Linked DNA regions of Zea mays: region 2 is linked to region 1. Evidence: chromatin contacts called from public Hi-C data. All regions are on one chromosome and are shown on one strand. Each heading gives the region's core, a stretch centred on a gene start, on an enhancer-like site or on the middle of the called end of the contact. The rest is flanking DNA. Distances are from core to core; before and after follow the strand shown. Region 1 has its middle 51 kb from the start of LOC100383187. Region 2 holds the start of LOC103641716 (DNAJ heat shock N-terminal domain-containing protein).

Region 1 (6,634 bases), core at 1,471-3,970:
GCCCTAAACTTGCCCAAAGGTGGAATTTAAAATCTAGAAAGGATTGGTTAAAAGTTCATCTAAGAAAGTTGTAGAGCTTGGAAAATGAATAACTTTATTATTGGGATATTTCCCAGTTTTATAGAGAAATTCGGGGTAATTCACAAAAATTCAGTTTTGGGTTCAGATTGGAATTGCTGAAAATTATATCAACTAGTCGACTTGGATCTTTATATCTTTTGATCTATAAACATTTTGAAGGTGGTCATTGTAACAAAGTTATAGAGCTACATGAGGAGTATAAGTTTGGTTCAGTCACCTAGCTCTAAAGCTATTTGGAACCTAGAGAAAAGTTGGTCTAAAGTAGGGCTATCAGAAATTGTGGGTTTCAGACTTAGTGTTATATCTAAATCTGAAATCTTTATGTTTTGGAGCAACTTTGGAATCTGTTTGGGGCTAATCCATATAGTTATGGGCTAAGAGTGCTATATAAAGGTGGAAGCCCATGTATTGGTGTGTAAGTTTGGTTAAAGATCACACCCCTAAAGTTACATGGAACTTGGAGAAAAGGTGATTCAAAGTGGGGCTGCCAATGTGTCTGAATTTTCAGATTATGAATAGGAGTTTAAGTCTGAATTTCAGAGTTTGTAGCTGTTTTTGGAGCTCATTTGTGCCTAATCCATAAAGTTTTAAAATATGGTGTCTATAGTGGAGTTGAAGGCCATATGATGGCGAACAAGTTTCTTTAAGTAACTTTGGCATGATCCCAAAAAGAAAGGTGGAGAATTAGTTGCTCAAATTTAGACTGTCAAGCTGGCCATAACTGAATTTTTATTCAGTTCTGAGTACTAAATTGCAGCAGGATGCCTAGTTTAGAGATCATTTGTGATTAATTCAGGTGGTTTTAGACTAAGGTTTCCATAGTGAATTTAGATACCATAGTAAATAGAACAAGTCTCCTTGAATAAGTATAGCTTGGTGCTACATAAAAAATGGAGTAACAACTGCTTAAAGTGGTACTGTGTTAGATGGCTGAAACTGAATTGTATTCAGTTACTAAAACTGAATTTCAGTGAATGTTGCTGGGTTTGGAGCTCTATTGTGACCAATACTTGTGGTTTTCGACTAAGACCAATATAGAAAAGTTAAAGACCATCTGAAGGAGAGCATGTTTCATGCAGAGAGTTGGCTTGCTACTGTGTAGGATTTAGAGAAAAAGGGGTGGCAAAACCCTATGTCAGACTCTGTGGTGCTGTTTCAGATTTCTAAAACTGAATTTTCAGTGACTTTGGCTGTAAATTGAGGTACCATAACTTTTGTTCTATATGATTTCAACCATGAGTTGCTATACAAAATAGGTAGAGTTATAAATAGAGAATAATTTTTGTTAAGGGAGAGTGGTCTGTTGCTATGAATAATTGGGAGATAAGGGGGCTGAACTGGGAGGAATGGAATGGAGCAGCAACACTAATAAGTTTGGTTCGGTGTCTGGTTTAGTCACTAAAGAATTGTTAGTTGACTGAATTTGTCTCAGTTTGGACAGGCGGCTGTTTGCTTGCTTGTTTCCTGTGTGCTCGGTGTGGGTAGCAAAAAGAGGCAAAAGTTTGAGTGCAGGTTCTGGTGGCCAAAGCTGAATCAAGATACGAAGAAATGGAAAGATATCAGCCCCACGATTGTGCTGACATTGCTTGGTTGATTTGGTTAGAGAGTTGCCTGGGACTTTCTGGCGCCTGGTAAAGTGGAGTCGAGCTGAGAAGCTTCAGGTCCTGGAGAGGTTCAAAGTATCTGTGGTGGAGTCCGTAGTTGCCTGGTCACTAGTTGCGTTGCCTGCCCAAGCTCGATGCCTTGCTGTGCCTATAAACCTGTGTGGTGCCTGAGAGGGAAGCCACATGCTCAAACCCAAGCAGCTGCTGCCTGCTGGCACCTTTGGGGTCGTTCCTTACCGTGGAAAAATCGAGCTTGGCCAGCGCCTGGTTCTTTATCTTGTTATTACTTGCGGGCAGTGTAGTGAAGCTCTCCACTACCCCACTCGCTAGTCCTATTCACCGTGTGCCTCTAGGGTTCACATCTTCATGTTGGAGTTAGTCCCAGCCACACCGTCTGTTCTGCTTAGTCCCCTCACATCGTTGTCCCTGTGTCGTGTGGCCGCACCGCCGGAGGTCCACCTCACCTCGGTTAGGGCTCTTCGGAGGTCATCTCAGCTGAACTGTGCACATTCCTTGTTCCTCACAGGTCAGTGAAGCTCCTAAAGTTGGTATTCCTAACTCTACTATTGTGTGTTGCATAAAACGAGGTCGCGCCGTCACAGCTTGGCGCCGTGGACAGCTTCCCCGCCGACCCATCAACCCATGTTGTCTCTGGTTGTTTTCACGTGAGCACCATGATATTGTTAGGTCGCTGAGGCTCTCTGTGTCCATAGTTAGAGCTCTACCGTGTGGAGACCGCGGGATCGGGCTCGTCGGACCCAAGGTTCGGCCGCCACCGCGGCCAGAGGCGATATTGGTCTCTTCGATCCGATTAACCAAGGGGAAGTGATGGGGTCGGTTTGGGTGACGGGTAGGTATGCTCATTCTCGTCGGAGACGATCGCCTCCGGTGGCTCTGCATGGTATTTGATCGGCATTCGTCGGAGTAGGGTCGTGGCCGGGAAGTTATAAATGAGCAGAAGGCAAAGGACTTATGTGCATTCGTCAGCGAGACAGACAAACAGTGACGAGGGATCGGGATTGATTAGTCATGGCGACAGGGTTCTCTGCGCAAAATGGGCATGAGGGCGTAGGTCGCGCGGACGACGCGTGTGATCCTACTAGTCTTGGGTCGGATCAGACTAGAGATGACAATGGGTACCCGCGACCTAATACCCGATGGATATTTACTTCATTAGGGTATATATGTGGGCTAAATATTCTACCTGTTGGTCTATTCTTGAACAAAAATCTTCATCCAATGGGTAAATGGGTATTAGAACATTCACCTTCATCCATACCCATTAACCCATGGGTATAAAATACTCAATATAAACTTAGCCCAAGCATGAACTTAGACTTTAGTCGTCCATCTTTTTTACTATTTAACAACCTTTTAGGCCATAATGTCATAGAAGGCTTAACGACAATTTAATGACCATGTAATGGAACATGTAATGTGCTATGTAGTACTGTCCTAGTGTTACTACTTTATCTAATTATCTTTGGTGTGTTGAATGGATGGTTAAATGATGCTAGAAATTTTGTAATGTTATTTAGATGGATATACTTGACATTTGTATAATATAATATTTTGATAGCTGTTTAATTTTTGTGGGTACGGGTGACCCATACCCACATGGGTATGGGTATGGGGGTAAATCCATACCCACCAGTATATAAGGGTGACCCGATAGAGTTATTTTTTTGTCGTAGGTATGGTTATGGGGTAGTAATACCCGGTAAGTATTTAACCGTTGCCATCTCTAGATCAGACTGAATGCCGTCCAATACTGTTTAGGTTTTGTCCTTTTCATTTCGCTGACAACTTGTAAAATATGCTAAAAGTTATAGGAAAAATGCAAAAATGTGGAAACTAGTTTTCCTGGGTACATAAAATCACAAATTTTCGATAAAAAACCAATGTTAGGATATTTGCAACAGATAATAAATTTTAGGTAATTAAAAAGTGCTCTACGAAGGCTTAAATGAATTTTAGAAATAAAAATATAGTTCCAAAAATTATGAAAATGTTTGGGTAACTTTATTTTGGTCAGCTAAGCATATGGTAAAAATTTGGGGCTGTTTGGAAGCCAGTTTCTCAGGAAGCTTTGTAGGGTCCAAAATAGAAAGGTTAAATCCTTAATAAAAGTGGATTTAGTGCTTTGAAAAGGAGATAAGTTTATCTAGGAAAGAGATGCAGTTTTTAAGAAGTTTTAAGCTTTTAGATGAGATCTAATATGGATTAGTTCTCTGGTTTACCTAAGTGAATCCGATTTGGCCACTATTAGTAAGTGTTGGTGGTGTAGAACCATGTGTATACTTGTCATGTGTTTTAGTTTGTATTATTTATGTTTCCCACCTCTCCTTGTGAGAGTTTGCATTTCATATCATTACATAAGCATACATGTAATTGACTTGTAGAACACCTAGATGAAGTGGTGTTTGAAGGAGGAGTCTACTCCAGTGTCTGCTGATCAAGTGGAGGAGCCATCTAACGGGTTATTGGGTAGAAAGGTCTTAAGCCTCTTTATTGCAACAAAGGCAAGCCCCGGTGCATTTACCCCTTCCTTCTACTTTAAAAAGACTTTTATACACTTAAGTCTAGTGAAATGTGCATTAAGTTTATAGGAATTTGTCGGAGAGGAAATTCTCCGGCCGGGTGGCGGAGTGCACCCGCCCTAAGTCCTAAGATGCGAAGGGGGCTTAAGCGTTTTGCCTGTTGGAGATTGAAGGGATGAACACAAGAACACACAAGGGTTTAGAGTGGTTCGGGCCGCTGGAGCGTAATACCGTACTCCACTGTGTGTTGTATTGCTTTGAGAGCTTGAGTTGAGTGTAAGCATGAATGTCCTGTGTCTGTCCGTGTTCACGTCGCATGCCTCCCCTTTTATAGTTCAAGGGGGGCATGTACAAGGGTTCTGAGCCCTGACACGTGGGCTCAGGGACAAATAGATGGGTGGAACTTTTGCTTGCCATGCCCGTGTAATCTTCGTGCGCCCTGACACCCGAGATCTGCGTCGTCTCGGCGCGCAAGGGGAAAGCTTCTCGTATAAGGGATGAGTACAGTGCACCGCGTAGTACGAGCACACTGTTTCGACAACGGACTGGACAGGCATGCCTCCTGCAGGGTGGCCCTGGTGCCGCCTGCCAGCGGAATGGACAGGACGCAATAAATGTCGTGGAGGCACATCATCTGTCAGAAGGGTGGACAGGCGGCGCGTCCGCTCCGCAATAAATGTGGAGGCCGCGCAGCCTAGATCCCTTATGTCATGCTCCGCCCGTCGACCTACGTCACGGATAATAAGCCATATGGCTGCATTAGATCCTCGGCCGGGGGGGGGGGGGCAGAGGCGCTTCGAATAGAGCCAAGACACGCCTCAACCCCGGACCCATGCCTAGGTTATGACACTTCCTTTCCTAGGACCTTGTTATGGGTGGTCCGGAGCTCACTTGGTGGGGTCCAAACCCCATCCAATGGTTTCGGGCTACTTTACCTCGGGGGTCCGGGTTGTGCGCATAGGGATCCCGAGCCTACTAGGCCCGAGGGCATGGTCTCTGAGAGCGCCACCTTAACTGCCCACGAGATACCCCTAGGGCTGTTCTCCGTGCGGCTAAAGGTAGCCGCACAGGCATCGTGCCTTCATACCGCAGTAAGGGGTACCCCTAATCCAGGGTACCGAAAGTGGCCCTCGGGCCCGCCTTAGGGGAGAATGCGAGCCTGCAAGCGGGGCCAGAGTTTGGCTGACGATCGGCCCGTTGCTCCTGCGTGCCCATTGATGCAGTTACTGCCAGCCCGCTTATGGTCACGCCGACTGCCACGCCTGTCCCCACGGCTAACTGGCCCGTGACCTCCGTACTTAATGCCTTTGTTGGGCCATGCGCGGGGTGCCTCGAGTCGCTGCATTGGTTCTTTGGAAATTTATCTTCTTGGTCTCGAGGAGGCGTGGAATTGGCGTGAGCGGTAGTGCAACTTTCCTGTACCCAGGAACCGACGCGCCGGGTGTATGGCATGTGGGCCTGAGCCCCCATGCCAGAGGTTGAACCATCGGTTGCAGCGAATCTCAGGGGGCCCGCAACCGCAGGGCGGTTGCATGCTCCTTGTGCGGCAGTTCGCCTCCTTGACCGCTGGTTGCGGTGGAGACGAAAGGGCATATAACCGTAGGGCGGCTACACGCTCCTTGCACGGCGGTTCGCCTTCTTGACCGCTGGTACCTGGCCCCCTGCCCGGGATGCAGGCTTGATGTGTCGAGGCTGGATACCAGCGTATCTGAAAGGGTTGTCAACAACTCCCAGGAGGCAGCCTCGGCTGGGATCCGGACCTGTACACAGCTTTAACTATGGAGTGTTAGTAGTACACCCATAGGGTCCCTTGTCTGATATTAGCCATCCTTTGATTCATGCTCGGGACTCACAGGGTTCAGTCCGGGTGGCTAAGTTGTGTGTCTGGACCCCCTTGGGTCGCGGCTCTAGATACTAGGATTCTCGTCGCAGGGTGGTGGAGTGTGCAGGCTTACGGTACTGGACCAGGCTAAGCTGCTACACGGCTCTGGACCACCCCAGGAGACAAGTGCCCATTCTCTTGAGCCAGACCTCAGGTTGTCGGACCCGCGGAACTTATAACTCCAAATATTAAGGCACCCGTCATAGGATGGTGGGCTGTGCAGGCTTACGGTACGGGACCAGGCTAAGCAGCTACACTGCACCGGACCACTCCATGGAACGGGCTCCCGTTCTTTAGAACCGGCCCCCAGGCTGTCGGACCCCCCAACTTTCGTAAAGGAGGTCCTAAACTACAAGCCTGGCTGCTCAATTCGGATGTCGTCATGTCAGAGCAGATGGGAACCGTGCGAGCGGGTTAGATAAAAAGGTATTATCTGAAAAACTGCAAGGTAAAACCATGGAGTAGCAAGATGGAACTATCATAGGGGCACATCTGAGGGGGTAATTCTTTTCTTTATAACTTATCAT
Region 2 (6,634 bases), core at 2,432-4,931, 110 kb after region 1:
GTGACTAGTGAGAGTGATTTGCCGTGTTCATTTGAGCTCTTGCGCTTGGATTGCTTCTTTTCTTTCTCACTTGTTCTTGAGATCACAACTCCATTGTAATCAAGGCAAGAGGCACCAATTGTGTGGTGGCCCTTGCGGGGAAGTTTTGTTCCCGGCTTTGATTTGAGAAGAGAAGCTCACTCGGTCCGAGGGACCGTTTGAGAGAGGGAAGGGTTGAAAGAGACCCGGCTTTTGTGGCCTCCTCAACGGGGAGTAGGTTTGCAAGAACCGAACCTCGGTAAAACAAATCTCCGTGTCTCACTTGCTTATTCGCTTGGGATTTGTTTTGCGCCCTCTCTCTCGGACTCATTTATATTTCTAACGCTAACCCGGCTTGTAGTTGTGTTTATATTTGTAAATTTCAGTTTCGCCCTATTCACCCCCCCCTCTAGGCGACTATCAAGACTCCAACGGTCGGCTGACGTGGCAGGCACCAAACAGTGAACAGTGCCCTGTCCGGTGCGCTCGTCGATAGAAAGCTGTTGCTTTCTGTCCAACGGCTAGAAGTGGGGTTGGGGCCTATAAATACCCCCCAACCACCCCCATTCAGCACAACTAAGCATTCTATACATCCACATTCAATACAAGAGCAAGGAATTCATTCCAAGACACATTCAAAGCTTCCAATCCTCTCCAAGTGTCACAATTAAGACAAGTGATCAATAGTGATTAGTGACTTGAGAGAGTGTGATTCGTGTTTCATTTGTTGCTCTTGTTGCTTGGCTTTTTAATCGTGCTTTCTTCATCTCCTTCTAAACTCTCTAAGTGACTTGTACAGCTAGCAAGAGACACCTGAGTGTGTGATGATCCTTGTTGGGTCTTAGTGATCCTTGAGATTAAGAAGAAGCACTCAACCGGTCTAAGTGATCGATTGAGAGAGGGAAAGGGTTGAAAAAGACCCGGCCTCCGTGGCCTCCTCAACGGGGAGTAGGTTCATTGGAACCGAACCTCGGGAAACAAATCGTTGTGTTCATTTATGTTGATCATCACTGTTCGATTTGATTCTTCCCCTCCCCTCTCTCTAAGTTCTCTTACTCACAATCTTTTGAGTTAGCTCCCAAACTCATCCGCATTGATTGAGCAACTCATAGCAAGAAGAACTCTCTACCGCATCCCACACTCATTATAATTTGTTTCTAATCCTCACCTCGGGTGAAGTTTATGTTGAAAGTTTATAATTTACAGGTTTCACCTATTCACCCCCTCTATGCGACTTTCAGGTGGGGTTGAGGCGATGCATATTCTTGAAGGCATAGAAACGTCCTGGAGATGAAGGGGAAGGCCAAACTGAGTGACTAATTGATCGATTGCGAGGAACACATAGATGCAGAAGGAAAAGAAACAAACTAAAAACAAAAATGAAATGTTGATGCTACTCACAAAAGTAGGCTACTTGTGGGTTGCTTGCCTCGACCTTGTTGGTCACATGCAGGATAGGCGTGATGTCGACAAGCGATGATGAGTCGTGATGCCTTCCCTTGTGGTCACAGTGCAATCAGAACTAGGAAGAAGACAATATCGTCGTCACCCATGATGAACCAGGGGACGCAGGGGAGGCTGAGGCAGAACATCTTGGAGATGATGCATGAGATGCGGATGGTGGGCGGTGGTCGTAGCGATGCACGTAGGAGTAAGCACGTGGAGGCGGCTCTGGTCCGGTGGCAGCCGTCGAAGGGAAGTACTAAAGGAGCCTTATCCATTCGTTGTTCGCGCGAAGGACACGATGGAGGCTAGCTTCTCTCCATCTGATGTCGATCGTGCGTCGAGGGAAAAACGACGATGCAGACATGTTGTTGTGTGATTAAAAAGAAGAAGAATAAATGTCATCCGTTGGAAAGGAATCTGATGGATGGCATTAAAAAAGGCGACGTAGCCTATTTGGATGAGCTTGTAGCTGCACAACTTCTACTATACGCTGAAGGATGCGAAGGTTCTGGAAGTCAGCTCCTTCATCACGTGCAAATGTCAGTAGTCCAAAGCTCTCAGCTTCGTTTATACAACTATGACAACTACTCACCGTCCCTAGACGAAGGTGTCCTTTGGTATCTGTCCTGCTACACTTGAAACACGCTAAAAAATAACTGGTTAGTTAATGTTTTGAGGACCTTTGGCTAAAGAGACCCAACACATTTTACCCCTTACATGCATTGGTGCATAGGTAATCCCTATCCTCCTTGCATTTTATTTTCATTTTCTAGAATCAATAATCACGACCATCATTGATAGTAACATATATGCAACAGCAACACAAACTATAACCTTGATCCTCTTATCCATCTACATGTAATCATCAAATACAAAAACATATGGCATGTCATAGAAAATCTCATCATTATGTTTGGGGAATAATCTCAAGCAAACAACAATCCAACTGATCTTAGGGATTCTGTACCTTGCAACTTGAGCAAAGAAAATCGATTTGAAAGGAAAGGCTGGTGGTGGCTTGACTCCCTTTGAGGATGGCTCTGTTCATTGAATGAGAGTGTGAGATGAAGGATGAGGTAGCACTACATTCTATACCTTCGAATTTAATACAAAAATGTGAGATGAAGGATAACAACGTCACTAGTGAGCACCAACATGACCAATGTGTCACGAACACGGTAGTCCACGATGGACATTCTAGGGAACATAACGGACACCAGCGTCGCTGACCCCTATGGACATTTCACCTGGTGGCTGCTGCCGTTGATGGAGCCCTACAGCCCGACAACGACTTTACTCATGACGTCTCCATGGGAGATGCACGATAGGTTGGAAGGTGTCGTGGGGAAAGAAAAAGGGAAAATGAGAGCAAAGGGGAAAGTAACTCGTGGACTCATCGGCAGCCACGAAGGAAGACGAATGACACTAGGATGAAGGAGGCAGACGGGAAGAATACGAGGACACCACATACGAATGAGGATGAAAATGAACTTGTGAGAGAGTTATCCATCCAATTATAATGGACGACTAAGGACAATATCTAATGAGAATATCCTTCTTGGGAACAACCTAATTTAAGTAATCGCTCTGTCTTGTCGTATCCCGACCCACAACCAAATACATCCTTAGCCATCTCTAACATATCTTCTATTCAATACCCTATTTCATCCACTATTTCGAACTTCACTCCACAAACAATACTAAACAATGTCATCTATAGTGCTAGGAATTAGGCTCGGTCGGCCCGAACCCATCATGCTTCAGGCCAAACAGGTTCGTGCCAAGAAGGATAAAAAAACTTTTGGGTGTGTCGTACCAGCCCAAAGAGTAGAAACAGTGGCCTAGTCTAACCTTAAAGTACGCCGTGTCTTCGTTGGGTCGTACCGGCTCAAGCCCGACCCATATATTTGAACCACATAAAATCCAAATATTACAACCACATAAAATCCATAGTTTATTAAATTAAAGATATATTGAACAAAGCTAACATCATTTGACCACAAAAAATCTAAATGTTACACCAATATAAAGTCTATAGCTTACTAAATTCAAAAAATTAAACAATATGAGCTTTATTGGGTGTGCCGGAATTTGAGGTCTGATCTAGACCCGCTTTTGAGCCATGCTACCCTGGTCTATATTATTTTATGCCTCGTGTTTTAGGCTCCTATATTTTAAACCGTGCTCGTATTGGCCCAAAGATTTCTATCTATATTCCAGTCCTATTTATCACATTACCGTGTCCCTATTTTACATGATCCATTAGTCCTCATAGTCTGGGCAGAGGAGGAATATAGAGGAGAATATAGAGGAGATAAAGGAAAGTCACTGAGATCCATCCGTGGAGGGCGGCGGTCGCCTCCTCTTCCCCTGCGGCCGAGCTCGCCAGTCGCCTGAACTCGTCTCGCCCGCTGCCGATCTCCTCTCTCTGCTCGTCGCGCCGCAACCTGGAGAGGGGACCGCGCTCGGTCGACTACCACCTGGGGAGCGGGCGGGCGGCGTCCGCCCTCTGCACCCCCCCGGTGTCCCCGCGACCGGCTCCGGCGCGGCCGGCACACAGGTCCGCAGGTAGGTCTCCGTCCGCACAGCGCCCCGATCTTCTCTCTCCTTTCCACGCCAACAGCTCGTCCCTCTCCGTCTGCTTGATTCTGCTCCAGCCTCAGACCGGCCCTCGCTCAAAAATGACATTACGCACCCAATCCGCTTGTAGCTGTATGCTGGAACCTACTCTGCCTTGTCTTCTTGCATCACACTAAGAATGCGCGCAACCCCCACCCACCCACGACTGGGCCGGCCTTTGCTGCTGTCCTACTTCGCCACCCATGACATTGGCCGGCGACGAGCACCACCAGGACAGCAGGTGTTCCCTCCCTTGGTCTTTCCTTCCTGCTGTGCGAAGTCGTGCGCCCAAACTGTAACGTAATTCGTAGGTCACAACGTGCGTCCAAACCCTAAAATACTATTTGTAATCGGATCCGAGGAGACGTTTGAATGCACTAGAACTAATAGTAGAACTAATATTTAGCTACTAAAATTAGCTGGGACATCTAAACAGTCTAGCTAATATTTCAGCTATTAGCTACTTTTAGCAAATTAGGTAATAGTTAGCTAGCTATTTGTTAGCTAGCTAATTCAACTAGTATCTTTAGGCTTTGTTCGGCACGCTAGTATTTAATACATACTAGGATCCAATACACGGTGGGATTGAGTGAATACATCTCTTGTCACTTAAACCATGTGTATTTTAATTACAGCTGGGATTTAATACATGGCTAATTTTCTATTGTTTGGTTACACCACATGGATACATTAATTTGTTGCATGCATATAAAACGACCAGTGCCCCTCATATTAGGTCCGTGAAGCGGATGAAATTTGAAGCATCAAAATCAGAAGTTGGTCGCTCATTTGTCTCTTATTACATTACAATAGAGTGTGTGCATTTAGATTAAAAACAAACCAAAGGGAGAGGAGTAATTTTTCATTTGAACAACATAACATATTGGATATCCAACAAGCAATTCAGACGACTCCACCTGCAAGAGAATGTAAGCGTTAAACACTATAATTTCTCCACACATATTAATAATTTCATATCAAACATAAACATGCGAGACCAGATTAGTATTTTTGAGTTAAATCACATATTTGCTTATAGCCCAAAATTGGTAGGGAAATGACAAACATGCCTAATAATCTAAAAATGAAGCAGTTCATAAAAGGAATGTGCTTTTCTTGCAATTGAAATAGGAAAATAGGAAATAAACCATAAGGGAAAATAGGAAATGCTCAAATAAACTATAAGCAGTTCATTATTATTATGGTGTTCAAATAGATTTTTAAGAGAAAATAGGAAATGTTCAAGCATCCAGTTAGTGACTGCATAGCAGAAGGAAATGCTCAAGCATGCTTGCAGGCTAGTAATCAACCTAGGAAGAGATGCAAGCCTCGAAAAGTTAGTGGGAAGAGAAGAGGGAAAGGAAGAGAGCGTACCAGCTAAGCCATCTCGTTTCTCAGCTAAATCAGTGCAGACTCGGCATCATCATCGCATGCACTCAAGAAAATTTGCCTATTGTTAAGGTCCTTGAAGACATTGTAGGCTTTCGCTTTTTCCTCCTTTGTAACTTCCATTGTACCAATAATGGATATGCACTTCTTGATTGAGAAGTCTGCAACTTGACTCGCTTCCTTTTCCTCTCTCTCTTTTGCTAGTTGTGTGGCTTCTTCCTCAGCTTGCTTCATTCTCATGTCAATGTATCTTCCCATTATTCCTTCTAGGTTATCGCCCTTTTTATGCTTCTTTGTCCTTGTTTCTTCATTGTTCCCTCTTGCAGCAGTAGTCCTTCTCTGCGGCACCAGATCATGCCTTTCACTTGTTGCATCTCCTGCCTCAACTACGTGGACATCATCTTCTTCATGCGCCGGCAAGGTTTCTTTCACTTCATCTTGTTCATGTTCTATGTTGACAAACTCATCTCCATTTCCTACTTGAGTAAGATCTGGAAGTTGGGTGGAGGTGTAGTTGTAGGTCCCTTCAGCTGTTTGCCCTGCACAATAAAGTTTTACTAAAAAAGGGTAGACAACATAACATATTGGAAAGCAAGGACATTGTAACGAGACTAACCATCATAAAGCTCCCCCAAGGCCTCATATAGAGGAAAAGACTTGTTGCGGAACTTTTTAGCCTTGGATGAGAAGTCAGTATATTTTTCCATAAAGCTGGGTCAGCCGTAATCCTCCCTGTCTTCTCATCAAAATGAGCTCCACTTTGATTCTTTGCATCCTTTAGCAACCTATAGTTCCTTTTCAACTCTCTTTCCTTATCTTGTATTTGTGTCTTTGTGAAATAGACATATTGTTCCCTCTAATGAAATTCCTTGACAATTTTGTTCCATGCTTCTGTTGTCCATCCATTTTGACCCCTATAATCAGCTGTCTTGTGCTCATGCAAGAGGTCCACAAGAGTCTTCTCTAGAGTTGAGTTCCAAGCGGCTCTTAATTTCTCTACACAAGACAAGGAAGAAACATTAGCTGTAGAATTCCAAGAGGCTCTTAATTTCTCTTAATTTGTCTACTTGCATACCTTTTGGAGAAGCTCCATGTTTTCTTGGATCACCAGCTTTAGGAGAAGGCATCTTTGTTGCACTTTTTGATAAGAGCATGTTGATTC

What was found. A called contact is a pair of places that touch in the nucleus more often than the background predicts.
Region 2: a contact with region 1 is called in a Hi-C map of ear, with 2.4 times the contacts expected there. The contact joins the promoter of LOC103641716 here to the enhancer-like site in region 1. A contact is called at or near these places in 7 of 25 Hi-C or Micro-C datasets (bundle sheath, ear, leaf and 1 more).

What each region holds. Positions count from the first base shown.
Region 1 is chr10:124,640,696-124,647,329 of Zm-B73-REFERENCE-NAM-5.0, forward strand. No RefSeq gene overlaps it. Among protein-coding and RNA genes, the nearest start is that of LOC100383187, 51 kb to the left of the region's middle. Within about 2 kb of position 2,721, at least 15 of the 20 cell types and tissues checked have an H3K27ac peak or open chromatin away from gene starts, as enhancers often do. A contact at or near this core is called in bundle sheath, ear, leaf and 1 more, where this site is marked.
Region 2 is chr10:124,746,960-124,753,593 of Zm-B73-REFERENCE-NAM-5.0, forward strand. LOC103641716 (DNAJ heat shock N-terminal domain-containing protein) reads left to right here and starts at 3,682. Exons shown (of 2, transcript XM_008665031.3): 1 at 3,682-4,032. It also overlaps the pseudogene LOC109942976.